2 separate regions of the Siniperca chuatsi genome follow, and region 2 is linked to region 1. The links are chromatin contacts, called in public Hi-C maps. All regions are on one chromosome and are shown on one strand. The core of a region is the stretch at or near the end of the contact, and the rest is flanking DNA. Distances in the headings are between cores, read along the strand shown. Region 1 holds the start of LOC122872417 (glycerol-3-phosphate dehydrogenase [NAD(+)], cytoplasmic-like). Region 2 holds the start of acadl (long-chain specific acyl-CoA dehydrogenase, mitochondrial).

Region 1 (7,261 bases), core at 1,237-3,736:
CATCTGGTCCCTCATCGATACCCTGGATGACATAACAATAATAATAATATTAGACAGTTTCTGTACTATATTAAGGCCTGGCCTTGAGGTAATGGTAATGGATACTTTATGTTTCATTGTGGTGACTGTGTATTGCTCAACTACAATGTCCCGTGATGCTGTGGCCACAGAAAAATATGAAGCAAGGTCAGGTGACGCTATTTCCCTGGTTTCCTCTTTTTGCTGAAATAAAATCTGACATGGAGTCCAATGACAGGATCTTACTTTGATGAGCGATATCCCGATGGTTCCCTCCGCGACGTGAGGTTTCATCTGATCGCAGAGTTTGGCGATGAACTGGTGTGGGATTACAAAGACGAGGATCTTCGCTCCTTTGACAGCTTCTGTGATGTCTGGAACAGCGACCTAGTGAGGCATCAGCAACAAAGTTAGTCCTTAAACAGTGTCAGATCATAGAGTACCAATATGTGGAACATGTCTGCAAACAGGGCTGAGTTTAAATATGTCTATTTAGCTTTCTTTTTGGGCAGAAATTGCTCTTCTGTCTCTATCACTGATTCCCCCCCATTTAAAAAAAAAAAAGTTTGGTTAAATGTATTATGTATCAGAATAAACCCTGTCAGATGTACCATCTTGAGTTTTTTCTTCACAATTATTATTATTATTATCATTAACACATTTTACAGCAAATACAGGTAATAAACATCCATAACGATGACAAAAAACTAAATGCACAAAAAAATATTAGAATGCCAGAAAAATCAGAAATGATTTAGAAATAAGCCTTTACTCTTGCTACCCGAGTCACCATTAATGTTTGAGATCACTGGGGGGGGGGAATTCAACACAAACTAAAACCCAATTTTAGCTTCATAAAGAAATATCTCAATTTGACCACATTTTGTCTACATATGGAGGACGTGACAAATACACCACTAAACAACAAAAAAAATGCAGAGACATGCAAGGTATATTATAAATGAATCATTATAAACAAATCAGTAATTATTTCGAAACACTATTTATTTTATTTTCTGCCACTGAATGGTTCTTTTCTTTTGCACTACGTAGTTATGTAGTTGAGGTGAGCTGACTCATGAAAGACTCAAGGAAACTCGTATAGTGCTCTCAGTTACCTAGCACAGGTAGATAAACGTGACGACACACAAGACAATCTTATCAGTGTAATGTCTCACTGTACAATCAAGGCATGTTTCAAGATGGCAATGAACTGCACAACTAGTTGAAACAAGAACTCCCCTAAATTGGAGCACTTACCACATTCCTGGGCAGCTTGTGACCTGGTAGATATTTGACATTTTCGTGCTCTGTATTAATGATCTCTGATAGCTTCTTTCCATCAATCATTTCTTCATAAACCCACATGTTCACCATTGGGTCGAACCTGTTGGATGCTTTGACATTGCGCCCGATTATTTTGGCAATCGAAGAGCCCCTAGAGGGAGTGAAGGACATGTGCAGGACAATTAGTGTCAAAGTAACATTCAGAAGAGGAAAAAGAAAGTCTCATCCAATCCAAACAGCACCCAAAGACCCCGCAAAACACTTCAGATCCAGATTCTAATTAATCAGACAGAACCATGGGAAACTCAAACAGGTTGCAAACCAAGCATTTGTTTGCATTTTGCTTTATAATCTGGTGAAATAACTTAAATTTGCAGGGAAATTGAGAAAGCAGTCTACAGCCTCACTATAGATAATGGCGTAATGTTGGGTAAAACTTCCATAAAGTATTCAAAAGGTTATTATTACTCAGTACGACTTTATCTGAGCTGGTATAAAATCATATACATGTTGCAGCATGTAGCCTCATCCTTCACGATCAGTAAAATGAGGGCTGCTGTCAAAAGGAAGGAGCAGTGATAAATACTGGGTAAGTCTAAATCTGCTAAATTACAAAATGCGCGTTCAGTTAAACGTTGAGTGCATAATGCTATTATAAACTGATCTAACTGAACTAAAATATGCACCTGAAAGACGGACGAAAACTTACCAGTTTCCAGATCCGACGATGCAGACTTTCTTTCCGGGCATTTTGAAAGCGGTTAAGTCTTAGTGTTTGGCTTAAATGAAGACCCTGTTGTTCGTTTTCCCCCGTCTGTTTCAACTTCCTCATACGCCCTATAAATTCCTACCACCGATTCACCCCTCCCCTCGCTCGACATAGCTACACCTCTTGCTTTTAAGTGGAACTAACATAATAACACAGTAGCCTACATGTATCACAGCCATCTTAAATCAAATGTTACATTTGTATCACTTGATTTTCACACGTAGCTATTATAAGGTTAAGGGTTCACTACTGGGTTTACATTATAAAGCTGAATGGATACAGTGAGTGTACAGAGAGGAAAGGAAAACCTAATAACGCGCGCATTGACGTTTTACCGGTCATTTATTATTAAGTATTGATTGGAAATATGGGAAGTCACTCACGCCGTCTTATCGTAACCAACCGACGTCAAGCCGGACAGTATATTTAATGAGACTTCCGGTCAAGATGTTTTTCAAAACAATGTTCATATTGAAGAGTGCAATAATGTAATATATCCGTTATTCAGCTTAAATCTTGTCAGTTCAATTAAAAAAAAACAATACTTTTGTAAGTAAATTGCTTGTGTGTACTCACTGAAAGTTCCGGTCAAGATATAAGTTTATTTTTCAAAACTATGCTCAGTTTCGGAAATCCAATCACTCCCATTAATTACATATGAAAACACGGATGGTGGCAGTTAAATGACCATATGCCATATGTGAAAAGATCAGTAAAAGTAAAAAAATATATATTTTAAATGTTTAAATCTGTATTTGTTTATTTGTTTGCTTACTTGTTTGTTTATTAACTAAAATACCAGTAACCCATCAGGATACAATAAAAAGGAATGTAATTTCAAAAATTGCTCAACTTCCGGTTTGCTCAACCCTTCCCTTAACCATTTCACCTTTTACCCTCTGTAAATATATATTTCTTTTTGTCTTTTGTCGGGAGAAGGAGGTTTGGTGGATGTATCTGGCAATTTTATTTATTTATTTTATTTTACTTTTCTATTATGAATCGAATACGGAAGCCTGCGCTCGTGAGCTAGTCACATGACTGTCTTCCTGCCAAAGCAGTAAATATCAGGCGAGCTAGCAGGCACAATCTATCTGGCTACTCCCTCCATCAGCAGAATAGACAATGTTTTATCATCCATTATTTAATTTAATTTAAGCCGTTAACAGTCCAGCGTCTGTTGGGTGTGTGGTGCGTTTTGATAAGCGATGAACCGACAGCTTCACTTTGTATTATAAGGGAGGCTCGTCCACTTAATCAAATCTGTGGTGATTTAGCTAGCTTCACAGGTTAGCTTAACGCTAGCAAGCTGAGTTAGCGTCTAAAGGAGGTTTCGTTGCTAGTGACTATGCAAGGGGAAACCACGGCTATACGAATCACGGAAAACGAAGGCAAGCTGGATGTATTTCCTCAAAACAAGACCACAAGCTCGGGGAGAGCAAGTGCCAAAAGCTGGCAGTATAGGTGGGTGGCTGTTTGTCCTGCTAACGCTCATGCATTTAAGCTAGTTTACTGATTTAAGGCGTATTATTTTTACCTAGCCAATGAGTCACCAGCAGCATAATTGTGATATAAACATGTTTTTGTAATAATTGACCAATTTACTCTTAGGTTCAAATCTGCTTTCTAATCAGACAGGTAACAGTTTAATCATACTGCCCTTAAGCAAGTCTGTCACTAGGCAATGCTCTATGATTGATTTGTGCATGCACCTTTGTGTGTTTATGGTTGTGTACTCAGTCCAAGTATGTTTACAAGTGTTCTTTGTCTCCTTTTGCTTTTTAACCTCTCATACCAGTGACCACATGGAGAATATTGATGGCTACTTGATGAAATACACCAACCTTGTAACAGGGTGGCAATACAGGTGAGTTTTTATACCTGTGTTTAGTATAATGCCAACCTAAAATGTATGGTGTCCTAGTCAAGGGTAAGAACAAGGACTCTTATCAGAATTCACCAGCCACTTTCAGCCAAGTTCATTATTGTAATCCAGTATAATCCAATCCAAGTAATGCCATGGTGGTTTGAAGGGGAGACAGACATTGTCATGGTGGCTGTTGCTTTCAGGTTCTTTGTCTTAAACAATGAAGCGGGCTTGCTGGAGTACTTCGTCAATGAGCAGTCGCGGCCCCAGAAGCCCCGAGGCATGCTCCCCCTAGCAGGGGCCGTCATCTCACCCAGCGACGAGGACTCGCATACTTTCACTGTCAACGCCATCAGCGGGGAGCAGTACAAGCTCAGGGGTGGGTACCTAAATACACACAGAGACTTCTTTAAATTTATGTTTAACAGTCGTGTGTCTACAGTAAGTTAATTTAGGTCTTATGTTCATCCCTCGGACCACAGCGCATCACGTTAGCTTGTTGTTTCAGCACTTTACAGTAAGTTTGTGTGCTCCTCTCGAAGCTTTCACTCCCAGGAACCGAGATTTTCACCTTATGGTAGCTTGTAAGCTTCATTTTTACCTCTAGGCCTACTGTCATCACCATCCATCAGGTTCATTCAATATTGATCTGGATGTTTTCCATTATCTGCTGTCGGTGAGGCAGAAGCACACAGGAATCAATGCTGAGTTAGATCATCCTAGAGTAACTTGTCTTACTTGTTTTTCTTTTGTGTGTGTGTGTGTCTCTCTCAGCCACCGATGCCAAAGAGAGGCAGCACTGGGTGAGCAGACTGCAGATCTGCACACAGCACCACACAGAGGCCATGGGGAAGGTAAGATGGTGTGCTTGACGTGCATATGAGCACATATTGATAGAGGTACACATTGATTTTTTTTATTTTTTTTTTTCCAAGGATCACTCACACCTCACTCATGTTCTTGCACACAAATATGCAAAGATCTTATATACATAATTGTGATTTAAATCAAACGAATGTGACTCCACCACAGAGCGGATGTGAGCTGGACAGTCTTCAGTTTTCTTTCCTCATGTGCCAAAGGAGCAATCGAACAAAGCCAGCGGCAGGGAAAACATCTGTAGAGCTGTGAAATATTAATGTTTATGTAAAAAACTATCAGGTTTTACCCTGTGTGTAAGCACAGTAATCACTAGTATTGATCTAGATATTGCTCTACAGACTACTATGCTGCTGACATTCTATTTTAATGATCTTGAGATACATGAGAGCTAAAATCACAGAACTCCCCATTTTAGCAGTGGTTGGAAATAGTCGGGCGATAAGTAGGACATTTTATTTGAAAATGACAAGATGGTTCTTATGGTAGAGCTATGCATTGTAACTGTAACTGAAAGCAAACTGAAATTTGCTTGACTGCAATTTATACCTTGTGTAAATGGAATGAAATCGATCTTAATTGCCCATGAAAACATGTTAAGCCTCCTTTCTTGTAGTAATAACCAGTCACCTAGGGAAATTGACCTTAGACATAAACTTGGTGAATTATATTCGAACAGCTAACATTTTGCCTTACACAGAGTAATCCCCCACCCAAGTCCCGGAGTTACTCTATGGCGTCTCAAGGCAGCGGAAGCTCACCCATGTCCCTGCGCCGGCCCAGCCAAAACCCCAACACCTTATTCAGCTGGTCGCAGGTCAACAAGGGCTCGTCACTCTACTCCAGCAAGAGGTCCCTGCTGCCAGACCACCTGCTGGACGCCAGAGAGGTACAGCAAGCCAGAGACACGCTGCTAGCATGTTAGGCTGACTCACAAATGTGTTGTTGACAGGAACATGTATTTTGCCCAGATTCTATTCCTGCAGTTACACTTATTAACATATAATAGACATGTCAGCATCAGCGATCGACTAAGGTGCTATGTGCTAGTAAGCTAAAATGGCTAATAGTTTTATATGTATTGTTTTTAAAATAATAGTGAAAGATGTTGGTCTCAGTGATCTTGATATTTAAGATGAAAACACCTCATTTGAACACTAGAGTGCAGGGGACAAGATGAACACGAGCAAACATTTAATTAAGGACTTTATGTCAAGTTTTTAGTCAGCTGTTTGGCAGAAATGTGGGTTACAAGTGAAATCAAGAAAATCTGCATCTGATCCAATCAAAATGCTGTTAGATTTTGATCTGTCACTAAGAAGTTTGATGCATCTGTTACGCAACCAAACTGTAGCCAGAAACATCTTCAATATCCCACCATGGTGGATGTCTAAAAGTCCACTTCCAACCCGTCCGCAAGGAGCACAAGAACCATAAGGTGTGGTGGGAGGGGTGCCAGTTTTTTCATCAATGATAAACTCTACAGGACACATAATTGGCTGCTGTTGTAGATTATGAATTCCACAAAAATAACGTAAAATGATCCATAGATATTAAAGTAATCATCATCATGTGTGGAGAAAAGTTAGATGAGCAGGAAAAAAATAAGACTGGCTCTCCACTCCCAACACTATGTTTCATTAATGTTTAAACTTTAGGGCAATGTGACAATGAAATGTAGATCTCTTAGAAGTACGAGCAGCAGTATGTTCCTACAAGACGCGCTGGGTAAATGGGAAATATTTAAGACTTAATTTATAGTAGGGCTTTTGTTGGTTTATATTTGTGAAGTTGTGAACTCTCGTCTTCCCTTTGACCCATTTGGGTGATGCAGATCCACAAGAGGGTGCTGTTGTCTTTCCCTTAACATAAGCAGACTACAGAAGCACAGTTTGGATCAATCATGCATTTTGTTTTCTGTGGATTTTTAATCAGAACATGGCAGTTAGTTCAAGAGATTTGATTTTTAAAAAATGTATTTTAAAAAATTGAGATGAGCTATGAATAAAGACCCCTATCTTAGCTTACAATGTGAGAAGTGCTGATACAAAAGTAATGTGAAGTTTTGTTTTTGTAATGCTGCCCCTATCTGTCAGATGTTTCTATTACAGTTCCCCAAATTTTTTAGTTTTTAATAGGCTGGAAAAGGAATTGGCAGGCAGGCATGTTTTTAATGTTTATGTTATTGACTCAAAGCATGGATGTTGTACATACATAAAAAAGGAAGCCAGGTCAAAATATATCAATTAATTTAAACAAAATCAACAACAGTACCTGCACAGATAAAGTTCATGACAGTCCAAAGAGACATGGCAATCTCTTTGTCACAAATAACCAAACCGTCCTCATGATCACCCTCCAGATGATGAGCCAGGCCCAGGGCCAGCACAGAGACCTGATCCAGAGCATCGAGGGCCTGCCTGCAGCCCCTGGCCTGTCCC
Region 2 (7,261 bases), core at 1,301-3,800, 140 kb after region 1:
TCCCCTCGATCCTGACTAGTCTCCCAGTTCCTGCCGCTGAAAAGCATCCCCACAGCCTGTTGCTGCCACCACCATGCTTCACTGTAGGGATGGTATTGGCCAGGTGATGAGCGGTGCCTGGTGTCCTCCAGACATGATGCTTGCCATTCAGGCCATAGAGTTCAATCTTTGTTTCATCAGACCAAATAATTTAGTTTCTCATGGTCTGAGAGTCCTTCAGGTGCCTTTTGGCAAACTCCAAGCGGGCTGTCATGTGCCTTTTACTGAGGAGGGGCCTCCGTCTGGCCACTCTACCATACAGGCCTGATTGGTGGAGTGCTGCAGAGATGGTTGTTCTTCTGGAAGGTTCTCCTCTCTCCACAGAGAAACGCTGGAGCTCTGTCACAGTGACCATCGGGTTCTTGGTCACCTCCCTGAATAAGGCCCTTCTCCCCCGGTCGCTCAGTTTGGCCGGGCGGCCGGCTCTAGGAAGAGTCCTGGTGGCTCCAAACTTCTTCCATTTACAGATGACGGAGGCCGCTGTGCTCATTGGGACCTTCAATGCTGCAGAAATGTTTCTGTATCCTTCCCCAGATCTGTGCCTCGATACAATCCTGTCTCGGAGGTCTACAGACAATTCCTTGGACTTCATGGCTTGGTTTGTGCTCTGACATGCACTGTTGTCTGTGGGACCTTTTATATAGACCGGTGTGTGCCTTTCCAAATCAAGTCCAATCAACTGAATTTACCACAGGTCGACTCCAATCAAGTTATAGAAACATCTCAAGGATGATCAGTGGAAACAGGATGCACCTGAGCTCAGTTTTGAGTGTTGTGACAAAGGCTGTGAATATTTATGTACATGTGATTTATTTTTATTTTTAATAAATTTGCAAAGATTTCAAACAAACTTCTTTCACGTTGTCATTATGGGGTATTGTTTGTAGAATTTTGAGGAAAATAATCAATTGAATCCATTTTGGAATAAGGCTGTAACACAATAAAAATGTGGAAAAAGTGAAGCGCTGTGAATACTTTCCAGATGCACTGTAGTCATTTTGTGTCTCTTTGTAGTCATGTGACTGCAACAAAAAATGTTAACAGTCACTTCAAACACAGGCCATGGCCCCCTGACCCCTGAGGACCCTGGGCCTGTGCCCGGTAGGCCCGTTCAGAAATCCACCCATTCATCCACCTACTCCTTGTGATGTGGAACCACTTCCTCTTGAAAGAAGTGCCGGACGCTTTGTCTGAAGAGATCATGGTCCTCGCTGAAGATCCGGCGGGTCCCGATGTCCATCATGGTCTCGGCGCTGGAGGTCTCTGGACGGGTCGAGGGGACAGGCTGTACTGTGCTGTGCTGTAGCCTGGGAGGAATTACAGAAGTTCAGCCAATCATACAATTCTTGAAAGCCAGCAAGTGGCTGATTTGGCATCCCATAACAAATAAATTCACTTTGGTAAAGCAACAGGGGATTATGGGAGGTATGATATTAATTTTAAGAAGCATTAGAGTAGGGCTGAAACGAATTATTATTTTCATTATTGATTAGTCTGTCGATTATTTTCTCGAATAACTGTTTCGTCCATGAAATGTCACTATTATAACTTCCTAAAGCCCAGTGTAATGACATCAAATGTCTTATTTTGTCCAATCAGCAGTCAAAAACCTAAAGAAATTCAGCTTATTATCATATAAGATCCTCACAGCTCGAACCTGGAAATCGACTAATCGTTTCAGCTCTACATGAAGAGGCCAACAATTCGTTTATTTTCACATAACTGTACCAGAATAATAACTTGAGAAGTTAAAGATATAAAATAAAATAAATTAAAATATAGTTTAAAAAAATAGCTAAAGCGAACTTAACATGTTAAGATGTTGACATTGAATATTACTACAAAGAAATTATAAACTTTTCCTTTTGTTGTTGTTGTTTTACAAATGGGCAATCAACTTCCGCCTTTTGGTTTGGATTTTCAAATTAAACCTCCATCTATGTAACAGGCTACTTATCACAATCAGGAAGTGTGTCAAAGGTTGCTGCCACTCTTGTAGTCTGCACGTCGATTACAATCGAGAAAAGATAGTATAAGAGAATGAGGAAACAATGTTTAGGAATTCCGCATGTAGAGATATTTCTCGTAGCTATTACTGAAACGTGTTCATCTCAAAAGATATATTACTTGAAAAAGTCAAACATTACAGTTATTTAGACCATATTTCACCTTGCAGTAGCCGCAGAGAGCACCCGTCCTCGCCCGGAAACATGTCTCAGCCCAAAAAGACAAGTCTTGATCATTTTTTATAACTATCAACGGCAGAAGACGTGGAAGAACATACAAGTAAACAAGACAAAGATCGTCTGAGCGAGAATCCCATCTGAAGACGGATCGCTTTGTAGTCAGTCACCGGCTCCTCCTCCGGGTTGCAAAAGCACGTTTTAACCGTTAGCATGCTCTGTGTAGCAAAGTGAATAACTATAAGTTCTGCTTTTAGTTTCATCTGTGTGTAATTTAGTTGAAATAGACTTAAAATGTTAAAATTTGAAGGAAGCCATTTGTTTTCGCACTCTAGGAGAAGGTTTCGTCCATGACAGCAGCAGCAGAGTGAGACCTCTTGCTGCTAGTAGGAATAACGTTGTTGCAGAAACACGTGTAGCCTATCGGTAATTATGTTTTTAAAGTAAGTAAAGAACATGTAAAATTAGAATAATCATATATCCATATTAAACAAAAATCTATAGGGTTATATATGAAAAAAGTCAGCAACATTATTTCCTCTGTCTTTTCTGAGAGAATAAAAGACACAAGTCAATAGATTAGCATATGAAAATAAATAATATATATTTTCGTGCAGAAATTAATTTGTATTTTATCAAGCTAAAATAAGAGGTTTTGATATTTACATGTATTCTGTTATTTTGGCACATACAGATCTATAGTATAGAAAATTTTATAGAATAAAATGTAAAATAATAATATAAAAAAGGTACTTTCACTACCTTATACATGTATTTATTTCACAATGTATGTGGAGGCAGAAAATGGTTTAAACACAACCTCGACTGTTCTTAAAAGTAACACGATGTGCTGGATAATAAAAGTCTGTCCACAAGGGGGCAGACTCTCTAAAGGTTAGAACCTTGAACCTGTCTGTCCCAGGCTTAGAGAGTCTTGTGCGTGACATTTGCATTTACTCCACAAGACCTCAGGTAAATTAAAGTTATAGTGGAAAAAAGTGTATAATTTAACAAAACTAAAACCAAAACTGTCTTTCCTAGATTTGTTGTCTGTGCTTCACAAGGATGCAAAAACGTGTAGCAGTAAGTGACACATAAAACCTGCAGTTTGTTGGTTATTTGTGGATATATCTGACACTCAGATATAGTAGACATTGTATGTTGTTGGTCAGTGGTCCTTATATATATATATATATATATATATATATATATATACACACCTGTTTTTTTCGCCTACCGACATGTACATTAATAGTTATCTGTTTATTTTTACCTATCTTTGTTGTCTTCATTTTTAGCTGTATATCTACTTCTGTCTTCCTGTAAATTGTTCTCAGAACGGTGTGTAAGTACACACACTGTGTACACTTAAGGTGAGCAACTTAAAACCGGAGTCAAATTCCTTGTACGTGTGCACATACTTGGCCAATGAAGCTGATTCTGATTTAATGCTTATGAATTCAACTTTTCATTTGTAAAATGAATGAATGTGCTAGTTTGTCTCTCAAAAGTTACTTGGTCTCACTTTAACTTTGACATCTAAGACAATGAACTGTTGCCCTATACTACAACTGTATGTGGGCAATGAAAGATCAACAATCAACCCAGATGGGATGTACGTTGGAAAAGTTTATTCTGAAATGAACAGAGTGACAATAAATAAACCTTTTCAGGGAAGGGGGAGACTTTTGGCGGTCTATCCACGACCATTCTCCAGCACCTTTGGCATTGCTGGGCCAGTGATGGCGTGACTGAATGAGGTGGCGGTGGGAAGGGAGGGGTCTACCCTCACTTGATGAGCGGTCACCCCTTCTCCCCCGTTCCTCACCCCATGTGGCGAGTGGAGATGCGCCCCGGGGGGAGTAGAGGCCAAGTGATAGGGGTCTACAATAGAGAGGTGATGGTGATGTCCCGAGATAGGAGGGTATGAGACAAAAGGAAAACAAAATAAACAACAAGATGGGTTTGCTTCAACATCCCTTGTACATAGTCCTTGTCTTTCCTTGGTTGGTCTTTGACACAGTGTAGATGTCCTGAACACCGTTGGGCTGTCTGTAGGTGAGCTACAGTTTCTTCAGCACTCCTACTGCTGGCCTCTTACACAGACATGATGTGCTTGACGAAAGCTGGAGGAAGACAAACCCATATGTTCAAATATTTGACAGAATATATTTATTAAAAAAGAGAGAAGGCATGTTGGGAAATCAAAGCTTACCCTCGTAGTGCACACTGCCGTTCTCGTCCTCCTGGCCGGCCATGAGGGCCTCAATCTCTGGCTCGGTCATCTTCTCTCCTGTGGACGCACAAGTATCCATGTCAGGAACGCACTCTCCATTTCGCGCACACATGCTCACATACTGTGCGTGCTAAGCAAACTATATTTGTGTGCTTCTATATTTGGGGAAGATGACTTGAGACTCACCCAGGGTGGACAGCACGATACGCAGCTCAGCGCCCATGACTGTGCCGTTGCCCTCCTTGTCGAAGACGCGCAGACCCTCAACGTAGTCGTCATATGTACCCTTTGGGAGGGCGTCAACCTGCTTCAGCATGGGCAGGAAAGCGTCGAAGTTGAGCCTTTTGTTGACCATGTCTGTTGCAAAATGTCACATGGAGAGCACCGTTAATTGATTGTTGACTTGAGGCCTCTTTTCTTGTGCTACTATTACACTGTTTTAGCATTTACCTTTCTCTTATAATTGTCTTTTGCGTCTTTAAGCTTCGTCTGCATTTCGCAATTCATGCAACGGGGTCTTACCGTCAGCGGTTGGGTTGCCCAGAATCTTCACAACGTCCTTGTTGGTGGGGTTCTGGCCCAGAGCGCGCATGATGTCGGCCACCTGGTTGAAGGCCACCTGGCTGTCACCAACTCTGTCGAAGAGACCAAAAGCCTCCTTGAAGTCTGGCCAGGAAGGGAGAGGCAAGAGAGAACTTTGAGTTACGAAGTACAGGCAGAAGCCGGTCAAAAGAACAAACATAATTTTGAATCTCAGTCTCGTGAAGTCTTCAGTTATTGCGCTCACGATACTTAATTGGCTACACACACTAGAAATCTATGGGCGCATGAGGCGCTTTGGAAAAAGACCTCAATCAAATGGCAAATGGTGAATCAAAGAGTTATACTGGACATGTCTGGTACGACATCTATGCTACTAACGTTTATTAGGGCCCCCTTTTGGTTTTCCATTCTTTCTATTACAGGGTTCTCAGTCAGCTGTGGCAGCTATGTGGTGTCACACTGTGTTGGAGGATCAAAGACAGTAGAAGCCACATGCTTGTGTCATTGTTCCCAGCTAACTGGGAGCGACAGCTGTACCCAAGCAGAGAGGAGGAAGGCACAGACTGGGGCCTGAACAAAGGATAGCTATTTCTATGAATCCTACCAGGAAGACAGCTCAAAGTGACCTTTTTGACAGATTAATGGTCTTATGTGGCTTCCGAACAGCAGCAGCAGCATGAACAGCTGTACCAGCCCCCCACCACCACCACCACCACCACCCTCAACCCCTCTCCATTCCTGCCTTCACTTGCATTTGGGAGGAATTTAGGGCGACATCGGGAGCAAACTGATACACCCTGACAGAGTAACCCAGGCCATATAGAGGCATGGCCCTGTGGCCTTGCTCGAGTTAAACATAAGAATGCTGACTGCGGCGTAATCAATACCTTGCCTTGCAAGGCCTTACCTTCATAGGAAGCACTTTTGAGCTTTGCCCTGTAAGTCTAACACGCCAATTGGGAAATTTTAAACTATCAATACAAAAAACATTAGGTAGATCTATTCAAAATAGGGAAAAAACAAAAGACATTTTAAATGAGCACTAAAATCTCATACCCACCAAACACAGGGTGATGTTTATAGAGGACACGTCTTTCAGCACTGAACAAAAGGGTTGGGGATGGTGCTAGGGGATCACAATTTGGATTCCTTGTGTAAGGGGGATGCCACCGGGTCTGCATCTTAAACCTTGGCCTGGTGATTTACACCTCTGCTGTGTAAGGGCCACTGTGGGTTGCGAGACAAGGCTAGGTCGGCTTAGAATAGACATAACTCAAATCCTCCTCGACAACTGGACAAGTCTGTGGAACGGCATGTCCTACGGCGGCCTTCAGTCTGGAACTTTCTTCATCCCTACGTTTTAACAGTTAATTTGGCTTAAAGGTTCAACTAGGCGAGCCTGAAGTTACTCTGTCAGTTTGTTTATTGTGACAATTGCTGAAAAATCACTCGCTACAAAAATGGCAGACTGAGCTATGGAAGAAAATTTGGAGGGCGTACTCTCTCCTGCTGGTAACGTTGCAAGTAAACGTCACCCTGCATGATGATGAGAGAGTGGGATTCTCACAACCCATTTTTCACGAGTTATTTGTAAGGGATGAGGATGAATCTTGCAATTTCTTCACTTACCCTCAATCTGGTCCGCTGAGAACTCGGTCTGTCACATAGAAATACACGAAAACGCACACATACACAAACAAAAAGATACATTTACGAATACACAAACACACGGAACACAGAGAAATGAATAGAAGCAATGATTTATGAGGATAGAAATAGCACAGAAAATATTGTATGCAAGATTTCCTAAAAATGCTCAATCTAAGATTGTATTGCTGTAAACTGTTCAAAACTTCACTACATACTTGTGATACATGGTGAAATTGTCTCCTTGTATTTAGATATAAGCCTGCACAGACATTAATCATAGAAATGTGGATGTATTTTAAGGCAGTGTTCCTGGGCCTCTCAACCTTGATATTTTTTTAATTTTTTTTTTTACAATTTATAAAGACAAGCTTTTCAGAGCAGTATCAAAAATGCAAGTCTTGATTTCTCTTCTCTAGCACAATTTCAGTGATGCCAAAAAAAAAGTCCCAATTTTGGGCTTATTTTGGAGAGCTGGTATCCAAACCCATGCCACAAACAAACAATTGTCCATGTTAGACAAAAAAGTAACTCCATCGGTACCGCCCCACCCAGAAGGTCCAAAACACAATTTTGTACACACCATTTTGGAGAGTTGGAGCTGGAGGAAATA

The links. A called contact is a pair of places that touch in the nucleus more often than the background predicts.
Region 2: a contact with region 1 is called in a Hi-C map of skeletal muscle, with 2.5 times the contacts expected there. The contact joins the promoter of acadl here to the promoter of LOC122872417 in region 1. A contact is called at or near these places in 2 of 3 Hi-C or Micro-C datasets (skeletal muscle and an unstated tissue).

The regions. Positions count from the first base shown.
Region 1 is chrLG24:5,936,436-5,943,696 of ASM2008510v1, forward strand. It overlaps LOC122872417 (glycerol-3-phosphate dehydrogenase [NAD(+)], cytoplasmic-like), which reads right to left and starts at 2,487. Exons shown (of 8, transcript XM_044188629.1): 1 at 2,015-2,487; 2 at 1,279-1,456; 3 at 265-405; 4 at 1-22. The coding sequence starts at 2,055. LOC122872415 (oxysterol-binding protein-related protein 11-like) reads left to right here and starts at 3,039. Exons shown (of 13, transcript XM_044188627.1): 1 at 3,039-3,538; 2 at 3,873-3,941; 3 at 4,145-4,320; 4 at 4,716-4,795; 5 at 5,521-5,709; 6 at 7,183-7,261. The coding sequence starts at 3,423.
Region 2 is chrLG24:6,080,818-6,088,078 of ASM2008510v1, forward strand. acadl (long-chain specific acyl-CoA dehydrogenase, mitochondrial) reads right to left here and starts at 2,551. Exons shown (of 12, transcript XM_044187308.1): 1 at 2,209-2,551; 2 at 1,179-1,346. The coding sequence starts at 2,282. mylz3 (myosin, light polypeptide 3, skeletal muscle) reads right to left here. Exons shown (of 6, transcript XM_044187164.1): 1 at 7,232-7,261; 2 at 6,631-6,658; 3 at 4,981-5,124; 4 at 4,645-4,815; 5 at 4,438-4,515; 6 at 3,832-4,348. The coding sequence starts at 7,234. The coding sequence ends at 4,320.